Regions from separate parts of the Arachis hypogaea genome. Here region 1 is linked to region 2. The links are chromatin contacts, called in public Hi-C maps. All regions are on one chromosome and are shown on one strand. The core of a region is the stretch at or near the end of the contact, and the rest is flanking DNA. Distances in the headings are between cores, read along the strand shown. Region 1 overlaps LOC112737771. Region 2 holds the start of LOC112737769 (probable serine/threonine-protein kinase SIS8).

Region 1 (6,275 bases), core at 1,389-3,888, 82 kb before region 2:
ATAGGATTCTGAATTCTCCAGTCCATCGAATGCATGGTGCATCTCAGAGAACAACCGCAAAACGGGTATTAATTGGTCACTACCTACTTTATGTTTTGGTAGTTCACTTCGTCTTTATCTATATTCACCTTTTTTTTTTTTACTTCTTTCTGCAGCATACTGGAACTGCTAATTATGGAAAAAGTTTAGCAGGTACTCAGTCTGGCTTCACAAAAGAGAAAGATTCTGCAGGTATTCCTGAAAAATCTAATCATGTTATTGATCCACATCGAAGAGGTTGCAGCGAATTTTCATCTGCTGAGAGAACTCGATTCGAATCTATCTGTGAAAGCCCTGTTGTTGAGAAAACTCTATATGTTGATTCTGTACGGAAGGTTAAGTCTTCAACTTCATGTTCTTCTGAAATTAAGGGTCAAATAAATCAAGTCAATCAACGAAGGGATAATTTCAAGACTTCAAGAAAAGACAGTGTGATTGATAAAAATCCTACTATAAATTCTTCACTTGAAGATTGCAAACCAGTGGATATTGCAGATGAGAAGACAACATTAACTCCTGAAAGTTTAATGTCTCTTGATTCCTCTCGCCTTCTTTGTTCTGATAATTCTAGTAATAATATGAAGGTGGAAATTGAAAATAATTCCAACACCACATACTTGGAAAAGGAAGGGTTGACAAAAACTGGCTACAAAGAAAATAACTTAGATCATGAGTTGGTTGTGACTTCAAGTCAAAAAATCATTGGAAGCAAGCAAACAGAATCACAATCTCGATTTCCTGGTAGTAAGAGAAGTTGTAAGGACCAAACTGTGAATCCCATGTCACAGAAGAATTTGAAGTTGACTGGCGATTCAGAAGTTGATCTAAAGATCCACGGGGCTACCGAATCTGTCGATCAAGAATGTGCTCAAAGCTCTAGCCAGGATGACAATAATACTTTGGCAAGCTTAAACATGGCAAGTGATGGAAAGATGGGCTTAGAAAGAAAATTGCTTACATGTTTAGGATGTAGAGAAACATCAAATGCGAACTCTGCAAAGACTCCTCTTGCCCTTCCTTTGCCAAAAGCTCCTTCAGAATCTTGGTTAAAACGCACTTTACCTGCAGTTTCCTCGAGGAATTTACCCACATGGTCTAATGTTGCCACCAGTACTCATGCTCGAACTCAAACTTCCAAGACAGCATTAGCTGATCCTAAGTGGGAAATCATTGTTAAATCTTCTAATGTACATCACGGACAGTTGCGGCTGGCTGAGGTAATTCAGTGAATTCTGTGCTTCATGTTGTATTTCTAACTTATCAATGTGGTATAGTCATGCTTATAATCCTACAACTTTTTTTTTTTTTAATTTCAGGAACCTCTACCCCCCATTCCTGAAGCTTGAATTGTCTGGACTCTGGAGAAGAGCAATTGACCATTTGTCTTACTTCCAAGATGTGGAATAATTTGGTAACGTAATTTGTTCTATTTTGTTTTATTTTCCCGTCCTAAGTTGATCTCCCTTTTGCTTCAATATACATGAGGTGGTATACAAGTCAGCGAAATAAATCGCAATTTCCTTACCTTGTAAATGTCATAAGTTTCATGAAAAAAAATCTGTATAAATTATATCATCTTCAAGTAATGTTCTTGTAATATAACAGTCCTAAAGTTTTCTTCTGAAATTTACTTTTTCTTTAGAACGAGTTGCAATCTTAAGAAAACGTGAGTTTCACTATTTGAGTATACAAATAAATATTCTTTCTTAAGCCTTGACAGGCTAAGCATTGATCAAATTAGATCAACTATCAATATAAGAACTTTAGATATTCTTTTCATTAGCTTTTCCAAAACTAAGACTAAGAGTGACTTACATTAGATCAAACACTAATTTAAGAATTTTATGGTGTGTTTGGTTTGCGTTTTGATTTTCAATGTTTCTATTTTCAGGATTTAGTGAAGAAAAAAGGGAAAATAATAAAATTTTGTTTTCTACTTTTACTTCTTATTTTTTCTTTTTTCTTCATAACATTCTGAAAATATAAAATATTGAAAATTAAAACAGAAAATAAAATGCAATGCAAACACACCGTTAGATATTCTTTCACAAGTCTTTTCAAGACTAAGAGTGACTCAGATTGGATTAAACATCAATCTAAGAACTTAAATATCTTTTCTTTTAAGTTTTCTTAGGATTAGAGATCACTACTGAATTAGTTATAGTGACGATTGAAAAGAATCAGTCAGAAAACTCTGCAATTTCTAAGATCTTGATGAAAGATGTTATGTAATGTGTATGAACTATCCATGATTTATAAGAATGTGATGTGGACTAAGATATAGATTAGAAATGCCTAGATTACAAACTGTTTTTGAGTCTCTTCTCAGATGAGTAGAGTGAAGAAAGAATGAAAGATGAGAAGAAAAATAAAAACTTAAGATAGATATGATTGTAGGAGCTTTCTTTGGTGGAGAAAGAATATATAAGACCTTCAAGCTCCATATACTTTTTAAAATTATGAAGAATTATAGAGGTGAATTTATAACATTAAATTGTTTAGGCCTTGGGCCAGCAAAGCTACCAGGCCCGAACAATCATAACCTGCCCGAGAAGGAGACCCCTATGGGTATCCTATGGGTATTCACGGATGGGGTTGGTTCGGATTTGTGAGAGAATGAGAACTGAACTGATTAAATTTTAATTGATTCGGGTTGGTTTGGATTAGTTTGGATAATTGGGTACCTACAAATAAAATTCAAAAAAATTTGAAAGAAAAATAAAATAAAAAATCATCTAAATACTATAAATATGTAATAATAATATTTAAAAAAATACATCATCGATTCAAGGATAAATTACTTAAATAAACTAACTGAGTGTGAAAACTACCAATTTGTCCTAAATAAAAAAAGACAACATTTTTGTCCTTTTGATTTTTATATAAATCGCGGGTCTGTTATAGGTTTTCAAAAAATTATATAAAACTCAAATGAGTACCACGATTCATGCACTGACAGTGTGCAGTGGCTAAATTCTCCTTTTGAGCTAAATCATGGCATCAACCTAGTTTTTATGTCAAGAAAGAGTAAAACATGAGAGATTCCCATGATTTATATGTACGAGACCAAAAACAAAAGGAAAGTTCATGATTTACGTACATCTACCACAGAACATATTGCAAACCAACGATTTATGCTATATATGGTTAAAACAGTAAGAAAGTCAACGATTTATGGGTAATAGAGAACAACCCAGCTGCATAAATAGCCCGAGACAAGATACAAGTGTTGTAGAGTTAAAAGATGGGTGATAGTGATGATAGTTTTCTAGCACTCATACATTGTAACACGGAGATTGAAGAGACTATGGAGGGTGTTACCTTTACCGATAAGAAGAAGCCATATGTTATAATTTATAAGGCCATCCACAACATTAGTAGAGTTACAGAATAATATTCTACAAAAAACTGGGTCAGTTGGAAAAAAGAGTGTGTCATTTGTTATATAGGAATCCAATTGCAGTTGGTCAAGGATTTGTAAAGTTCGATTCGTTCGAATTACAGAACGATAATGACTTGCAAGTAATATTTCATTGTCGTCGAAACTTTCCGGAGGTCCGTATGGCAGAGTTGTATGCAAAGCTTGAAGATGTGGTTAGAAGTTTTAGAGGATTGGCTCTGAATCCTCTTTCTGTGGGCACAATCGGAGCGTCTAGCTCTACTCTCGTCAGTTTAGCCATTACAATTTTTGTGACCTCTCCTACTTTCGCTGTAAATTTGAATCGCAAGTGGAACATGGGTGCGACATCGGAGATAATCACACGTTTGGTGAGCTTGCTCTTGCAATATCATCACCTATTGGGGTTGCTCGGGGACCCATCGATGCTGGCGAGGCAGATCCAAGAGAAGAAGCTCTTGGCGAGGACAATGATGATGCCGAGCCACTTACGATTGGTGTTGATAGTGACGAAGACATGGGGGCTATTCCAGTTCAACTCACCAGCCTTCCGTTTGAGGGTTCAGCCACACAACGATTTTCTCCTAACTTGTCAACCTTCAATCTTGATGTTATGGCTTAACAGGGATTTGCAGATTTGGGCTATAGGACTAGGCAACTTCAATCATCTCGGGCTCCTATACCGAATGAGTTTGAAGTTGGCCAACAATTTCAAAACAAGGAAGAGGTGGTTCTTTGTGTGAAGAACTATAGTATCCGTCACGGGGTTGAGTATAAAGTGTTAGAGTCAGATTACATGAAGTATCATGGCAAGTGCAAGGAGTTTGGCAATGGGTGCAACTGGTTGAGTTGGGTGACCTTCCGACAAAAGAAGGGATACTGGGAGGTAAGATGATACAACGATCTTCATACATGTTTAGCGACCGAGATATCGAGTGACCACCGACTGCTAGATTATCATGTCATTTGTGCTTCAATCTTTCCGATGATTAGAGCCGATGCTTTTGTTTTTGTGTTGCAGAATGCGACAGAGGCAAATTACGATTTTATGCCGAGTTATAGGAAGGTTTGGATGGCCAAGCAGAAGGAAATTGCACAAATATACGGTCACTGGGAAGAGTCATATAACGACCTTCCTAGATGGGTTGAAAGTGTACAGGTGTCCTTGCTAGGCACTGTAGCTGTGTTGAAGACTTTGCCGGTAAGGCAAAGGAATGGAGTCGACGATAATACTGTCTATTTTTATCGGCTTTTCTGGACTTTTCCACTGTGTGTTGAGGCGTTTAAACATTGTAAGCTTCTAGTCAGCGTTGACGGAACTCATTTGTATGGTAAGTACGGTGGAACATTGCTTATGGCCAACGTTAACGTGGCGGGGCCCCAACTATATTTTCCCAACTCATCCATCTTTGCAACATAGGGCAACCAGCGAATGTGTACCCGAGCACCAGACTTATCTCCAAATAACTAAGTAGACAAAAGCACCATAATGTACGCTCAAGAATAAATCCTAACAGTATCTTCATTGACATCCGACAGGAGAACCATAAATCATTGCTGGAACCAAATTTGATAGATAGTGTGCTTGTGAATATATTAATTAGGAGGAAGCTCACCAAATAACTCATAAAATCATATCCATGCTGGTCTTCCTTCGGACATGTACAACTCAAACTCTAACAGACAACCACTCACCATCTACAGGAAGTCCAAACTGGTAGGCAACATTCTGTAATGTAATTATGCACTCTCCGAAAGGCATATGGAAGGTATGAGTCTCTGGATGCCAATGCTCTATAAATGCGCTAATAAGAGCCTCATCAAGCTTAAACCAGTAATCGTGAAGACTAGCAACATGATACAACCCAGCAACCTAAAGATAAGGGATGATGTGATCGTGTAATGACATTTTCTACTACCTCCTCACAGTAACAACACATCAACTCATCTATAAAATTAATATCCAAAATTCACTAACTATATAAGTATGAAATTAGCAACAATACGTTTATCTAACATTTACTAATTATATATGTAAGAAATCAGCAACAGTATGTTTATTTAAAATTTTTAATTTCAAAATATACGAATACGTTTATTTAAAATAATACAAATATGTTTATTGAAAATTTTTAATTTAAAAAATAATTCTAATACTCTTGAAAATCAAACATAATTATATAGATCTTTTCTAGCATAAAAAATTCACACTCTCATGACATTTATCATAGTCAAGACAGTAATAGAAAAATATTTAACATTTTTAATCTCTTCATTTATGTTTTCTACCACATGAGCAATTCCATTTAGTCGGTATAGTTGATTCGAGTTATCCATCATAGCATTATGTTGTCCAGACACCTCACTAAACTGATTAAGTGCCTCAAAATATAAATCGCTGCAATGGTTTGTGATTTTTTTTTCTTTCAAATGGCCAACCAGAAATGTTAATGAGCGAAAATAGAAGCTCACGGATACTGTTGCGGAATTTACAACCACAAACTAACCGACAAGTGCACCGGGTCGTACCAAGTAGTACTTCAAGTGAATGAGGGTCGATCCCACGAGAATTGATGGACTAAGCAATAATCGTTAAGTGATTTACTTAGTTAGACAAACAGAAAGTGGTGTTTGAGAGTTCAAAAAGCATTAAACAGTAAATTCAGAATATCAGAAGGCAGGCAGTAAACAAGTTGTGAATGATATAAGAAGAAACAGTTAAGACTTCAGAGTTATCTATTTTCCTGATTGACTTTTCTTACTAACTATTTTAATCATGCAAGATTTAATTCATGGCAAACTATATGTGACTAAACCTTAATTCCTTAGACCTTTTTAG
Region 2 (6,634 bases), core at 1,126-3,625:
AGACCTATCAGCATGGTTGGATGTATTTATAAAGTTATTTCTAAACTGCTGACACGAAGAATGAGGAGTGTCATGCCAGGTTTAGTTGGAGAATTCCAGAGTGCCTTTGTGAAGGGGAGAAAGATACACAATGGAGCTTTAATTGCATGTGAAATTGTGCACTGGTTAAAACTGAAAAGAAAGGCATCAGCGATTATCAAACTGGATTTCCACAAAGCCTATGATAGAGTTAAATGGTGCTTTGTCGATACTGTGTTAGAGAAGATGGGATTCGGTAGTACATGGAGGGTACGGGTCAAGGAGTGTATTAGGTCGGCATCTATCTCTATTCTGGTTAATGGGTCACCAATAAAAGCTTTCAAAATGGAGAGGGGACTTCGTCAAGGCGACCCATTATTGCTGTTTTTGTTTGTTCTGGTGGTGGATGTGCTCAACAGAATGATCAGGGAGGCAGTAAGGAATGGTCGAATATCTCCACTTTTAATCGGTAGGGATGATATTGAGTTATCACACTTATAATTTGCGGATGACACAATATTATTTTGTCCGCCCAAGGAGGAGACAATGAGAAATTATAAGAGACTTCTGAGGTGCTTCGCGATTATGTCGGGATTGAGCATTAACTTTGAGACGTCCAGCTTGATACCAGTGAATTGCAGTCAGGAGTGGACTAGTCGGATGTGTCAGATGCTTGGTTGCCAGGAGGCAGCCCTACTGGTGAGGTATCTTGGTATTAGCCTAGGAGCGAATCCGTGATTAGTAAAACCTTGGAAGCCGGTGATAGATAAGGTGGAAGAGAAGCTCAGCTTATAGAAAGCGAAGGTCCTAAGTAAGATTGAAAAGCTGGTACTCATTAAATCTGTCATAAATAACCTACCAACTTATTACCTGAGCTTGTATAAGATGACAAATGCGGTTGCACGAAGAATCATCTCTTTGCAGAGGAGGTTCTTCTAGGGGAAGGATGACGGACGACCTAGTATAGCTCTTGTAAAGTGGGAGAGGATCCAGGCACCAAAGAAGTTAGGAGGACTGGGGGTGGGTGATGTAGTGGTTTGTAATACTGCTTTACTGTTTAAATGGTGGTGGTAGTTCTCAAAGGCGGACTGTCCGCTTTAGAAGAAGATTGTGTGTTCTTGTAATAGTTTGAACCCAAATCAGTTGTTGTTTACTCAGACTTTACCAGAGAGAGGTGGCCCATGGAGAGACATATGTCAACTACAAATAAAGGAGCAACAAGTAAAGTAGAAGATGATTGATGGCCTTGCTATAGAGGTAGGGGATGGTAGGACCACCAGATTTTGGGTGGATACGTGGCTCCTAGTGGGAAAGTTGAAAGACTTTTATCCGAGACTCTTCTTGATTTCAAGCAAAAAAGGATCATCAATTGGGGATTGTGGGTTTTGGGATGGGATAGAGTGGGTTTGACATTTTCAGTGGAGGCGGGAGCTCAGCCAATGGGAAACAGAAGTGCAATCTGTTAGACTGATAGCAGAAGTGCAAGATAAAGTGGTGTGAAAATTTGACAAGGAAGACGTTTATACTACTAACTCATTTGTGCAGGTTTTTCAGGAAGCGACTTTGGACGAGGAGATTCTCAGCTACAGATTCACAAAAGAAATTTGGAGAGGCTTAGTTCCGCTTCGAGTTAAGTTGTTCACTTGGTTTGCATTGGTTGATCGGGTCAATACAAAGGACCGACTGAGTAGGTTGGGAATCCTATAACAAAATGATAATATGTGTGTGTTGTGTAACAAAAAAATTGAAAATGTTCGGCACCTGTTTGTTATTTATGAGTACTCTTGGTAGGTGTAGTATGCATGGATCACGGAATTTGGTCAGGTGTGGACAGCTCCCGGCACTTTGAAAGATCACTTTGAGAGTTGGAGATCCATGCCTATAAGAAAGGAGGTGCGCAAGTATTGGTTAGTTGGGTTTTTCTCAATTATATAGAACATTTGGCTACGAAAGAATGATGTAATATTCCAGAACAAGACAACAGACGTTGTAGATTGTGCGACTCAATCGTTTTTATGTGCTATAGAGTGGTGTGGTAACTAACTCATGTTGTTGATGGTTATGCCAAAGATAACATAAAAGTTGGTTCGTCTTTTATTTTTTTTGTCTTTGTCTTTGTATGTTCCGCTTCAAATGTTAAATTCTTTCTTTCAAAAAAAAAAAAAAAATTCTTAGACACCAATTTAAATAAATATTCTTTCTCAATTTTAAGTTACTATCGAAATGTTTTATTTTTATTATTTAATTTTAAAAGTTATATAATTTTATATATTTATTTAATTATTGTCCGTTTAGCTAATAATTCAGTGGTGGAGTCAATAGTCAATAAATCAATAACTTGATCACGGATTACGAAGTGGAATTTAATAACCAGTATTTCAATTTTCACGCTAATGAAGCAGCGGCTATTGACTATTGAGCTAGCTGGCTGGGCAATGGGCATGGGAGATCCCTTCCCTCTTACATCTCCAAGACTCCAATCACCCCAAGCACGTGACTCACCACCCGTCAGCTCCCCAGCAGGCCACCACCCCTTTCGCTCTCTCTTGACTCAATCTTATTAGTTATTTACTTCTCTGTTCTCTGACTTCTCTCCCAAACCCACCAAAAGCCCATCGCTTTCCATTAATCCAAAATTCCAAATCCGTTATTAACCCATACAAACAATTCTCTCTCTCTCTCTCTCTCTCTCTCTCTCTCTCTCTCTATACGTTTCCTTGTTTGCATCACATCACACCTTGTTCCTGTCGTTTTCTATAACCACTCTTCACTTGGGCGTCCGCACGCGTGTTTAATGCCTTGGCCGCAAGTCGTCGTTAGAATAATGATTAGCCACTGAAAATCGAATGCCACTGAAGGACAAACCCCGTTTTGCGTTTCAAACCGAATGCTTGGATCTCGTGCCTGGCGGTATAACCTCTCTCTCTCTCTCTCTCTCTCTCTCTTCTTTGTAATAATCATCATTTATCCCCTTTTGGATTTTAGCGATTCTGTTGGCGGCAATTTTAATTCAGTTACCTTCATAATTTCTTTATCCTCCTTTTCTGCATTGGATGTTTGATCATTGATGCTTTTTTTTTTTTCGTATAATCCTTGATGTGGTTTTGTAATTTTTTATATTCCGTTTTTATTTTTAAGCATGCTTATTAGTGATTTAGATTTTGTATTGAATGAAGTTGAGCCCGCGTTGGGGTTAAGCTTGCTTTAGTTTCAATTGAGGAAAAAAGAAGATATTATTTGCCTTATATATATATATATATATATGCACTTTGAAATTGTCACTCTTGCTTACTGTCAATTTTGAAACATGACTAGTAGAACATGGAATTTTGACATTGCGTGGTTGTGAAGTTTTGTTTATATTTCTTGATTTTTCTGCTGTTCTTGCAAATCCTGGGTGCTAGCTGCGCCTTTGATGTCCGAGTAATTAGTTTTTATGATTTTTCCCCTCACGAGATGCATGGTAGTGGTGGTGTTATTCTTTTCCCTAACTTTTTGTTTAGATTGCTTGATTACAAAAGAATCATGCAGTATATAAAAGTTATGTCCATAAGATATTTTTTGTAGGCCTTTTTGAATGTAAAGTAAGCTAATCCAAACATACACTAAATCCTAGAAATGCATCAATAAATCATAGAAAATTAAAAATACATTAATGAATGAAGGATGAAATATAAATAGGAGAGGATTTAATATGAAAAATCTTTCCCTTTTGTTATGCCATTTTACCAAATTGTGTGTAGAAATTGTGTTTGGAAAGAAAATTGAAATTGAAAATCTTGAATGAAGCTTATATATAATAAAAACCTGAATGGAGAAACTTTGGTAGAGAATCTTGATATACCAAATAAAGGCAACACACATTTTACCAATTTTGTCGCGGGAGTTTTATATTTTGTTTTCAAAATAATCTAAATAAAAAATGTATGGAATTCCAATATAGATGCATGTGTCTTGGAGTTTCAATTTTACATGATTAATACATAAAATGATACTGTCAGGGTTCAAAACAAGATCTGCAAGGATCAAATGTTACATTTTTGTCACCCACAAGAATGCTATTTGATATAACCATAACCATAGTATAATTCTATCGAAGCCTAGTATTGAAGATAAGTGCTACTTTTTAACCTAGATAATTGAATCTGTTAATGGAAGTGTCTTGGTCCTCTTATACTCATATGATGTCTAAATCTGTTTTGTGAGGATAGATTCTGGCTTCAATATATTTTGTTTCTCTGTGGCATACCCATAGAAAAGACATGATGGGGGTGCCAAACATGCAGACGGGTTTATCCATGACTAACGACTGTTTAATGTTTACTTGTCTTTTGCATGTTTTAGACTCGCGTCATCCCTGTTCTCTATTTCCCCTGAGCTCGTCACTATTGATAAATTCTGTTTTGTATTTGCCTTGTGTGATTACTCTTGGGATCAATTTTAGTGGCTTACCTAGTAGTGTCTGTTGTGACTTGTGGATGTATAGTTCATAGAGAGATTATTGCAAAGGAGGAGCTAGGCTATTTTAAAAAAATTCTCTCTTATTTTTTAAGGTGAAACTTTACCAGCTCATGGTAGGAAATGTTTTGTTTTATTTGGTATTTATCATTTAATGATTTGAAATTTCTTTGATTTGGATGCTATATTGTGATATGGTTTTCTCATCCTAAACTTCCTGACATCTTTTTATTTGGTTGATGCAGGTTGCATGGCCCTCAACTTGAAATGGTTGAGGCTACAAAACAAGTAGGCATTCAATTCAATGATTTGTGGTTTAATAACTTCCTTAAACTTTCGTACATCTTTTATGGGTTAAGAAGTGTGGCAAAATGGTTTTTCATTCCAAGTATATAAGAACATGGAGGAGACACAAGAAGATGCAGGGCAGGCAACGCAAAGGCCATCCAGCATGTCAGCGTGGCCTTCAGATTTTGCTGGAAAATTTGGATCTGTTTCTTTGGGTTCTCAAGAAACCTTAAATGATAGTGACTCACATAGACATTCTAATGAAGATGTCATGTCACCGCATAAAGCATCACAGATTCTCTGGCACACTGGAATGCTTTCAGAACCAATACCAAATGGTTTTTATTCAGTTATTCCGGTGAGGATTGATTCATACTTTACCCTCTCAATGTGGATATATACATTATCTTCTAAAGTTTCTAGTAAATAATAATTTATTATGTTGAATTGTAAATAATAATCATTGCAGAAAAGTGAAATAAATACTTTTAGATAGTAGAGATATATACCAAGGTTGAATTGTAAAAGTGAAATTTTCCCCTGAAGTTTTCTTTTGTGTTTGGCATTTATTCTTTAGAAGAAATATTATTGTGTTAATTTAGTGCTTGCATTTTCTTTACAATTTAAAGAGAGTGTGTGTGTCTATATATATATATATATTTTTTTTTTTTTTCTTTCTTGGCATGACACATTTTGATTCATTCATGGTACAAATATTCACGCTTGGGTTATCTCAATTAATATATATACCATATTAAATTCTTAAGTTATTTAGTTGTGGGAGTGAAAGTGAGTCAGGCCATATCATATCATTTGCAATTCAATTAATACCTTAATAAGCTGGGCTTAAGAATCAAGCTCGAGATAAGGATTTGAATTCATTCATCGGGTCAAGCTTAATTATGTTCAACTCAACATTCCATAAGATGGGATTTATACTTTATACATATAAAATAGTATTGACTCAATTTACTTTTGCTAAAGAATTGTAGGCCTCTCATTGTTTTGTCCCTAAAAGTTGTGTGATTTAGATTCAGAATCAGGGACTTATCAATTTGTAATTCCTATGGTTAGATCTCCTTTGAAGGATTTTTTGAAATCTTGGGAGTGTTGCGGTTGGCCTTATGGGCCTTGCATCTTTTCTTATAGCTTGGTCGGTTTGGTGCATCTAGCTTATTTTCAATAGTTTTAATTGATTCCATTTTCGCTTGATTTTATTGGAGGGGATTAATTTTTTGGAATGCTTTTGGTGCTTTCCACATGATTGGTTTGATGGTTTTCCTTTGGCCAATATGATATACAAAGGGGTTCTCATACTTTGTTGCATGTTTTTGTCCTTATAGGACTTGGTCTTGTATTTTTGTGACGATGTCTTATCCTCTTTTGTGCTCTTTTATTCCCTTCTAATAATTTTTTTTCTTTCCGTTATTGATAACTATTTTTTAGTACATATATCATGATTGCTATTGTGAATTTGTAGGAAATGGAAGAGAAGCTAGAAGTGAAAATCGAGAAAAGATTAGCACTGATAGAAATGTTGAGGTTTAATTCTTTCTTAACATAGATAGCAGCAGCAACAGTATATATATCCATTGAAGAATAAGTACAAGTTTAGGCTTACTGAAATAAAAGAGAAGTGTGAGAGTGGAGAAACTGGAAAATGTGGTAGAAATGTTTAGGCTTGCTGCATTTAGAATTACCTATTAATCTGGAACCAACTCTTCTTTAGGTTGCTAGGTCAACACTTATGACTGGTTTTTATATAGTTCACTTGAAACGTGAATAATTAAGAGGCTTACCTTATATTATGCTGAAATTTAGGTTTTTGGAAAAAACACAAGTTGCTAATATTTAACTTCTAACCACTTGA

What was found. Hi-C and Micro-C count contacts between places; a contact is called where the count stands out from the background.
Region 1: a contact with region 2 is called in a Hi-C map of leaf, with 2.5 times the contacts expected there. The contact joins the enhancer-like site here to the promoter of LOC112737769 in region 2. A contact is called at or near these places in 2 of 8 Hi-C or Micro-C datasets (both in leaf).

What each region holds. Positions count from the first base shown.
Region 1 is chr13:25,521,899-25,528,173 of arahy.Tifrunner.gnm2.J5K5, reverse strand. LOC112737771 reads left to right here. Exons shown (of 4, transcript XM_072211500.1): 2 at 1-65; 3 at 156-1,256; 4 at 1,356-1,776. The coding sequence ends at 1,385. Among protein-coding and RNA genes, the nearest start is that of LOC112737771, 5.8 kb to the left of the region's middle. Within about 2 kb of position 2,638, at least 2 of the 3 cell types and tissues checked have open chromatin away from gene starts, as enhancers often do.
Region 2 is chr13:25,439,752-25,446,385 of arahy.Tifrunner.gnm2.J5K5, reverse strand. It overlaps LOC112737769 (probable serine/threonine-protein kinase SIS8), which reads left to right and starts at 2,375. Exons shown (of 14, transcript XM_025787853.3): 1 at 2,375-2,928; 2 at 4,722-5,122. The coding sequence starts at 4,877.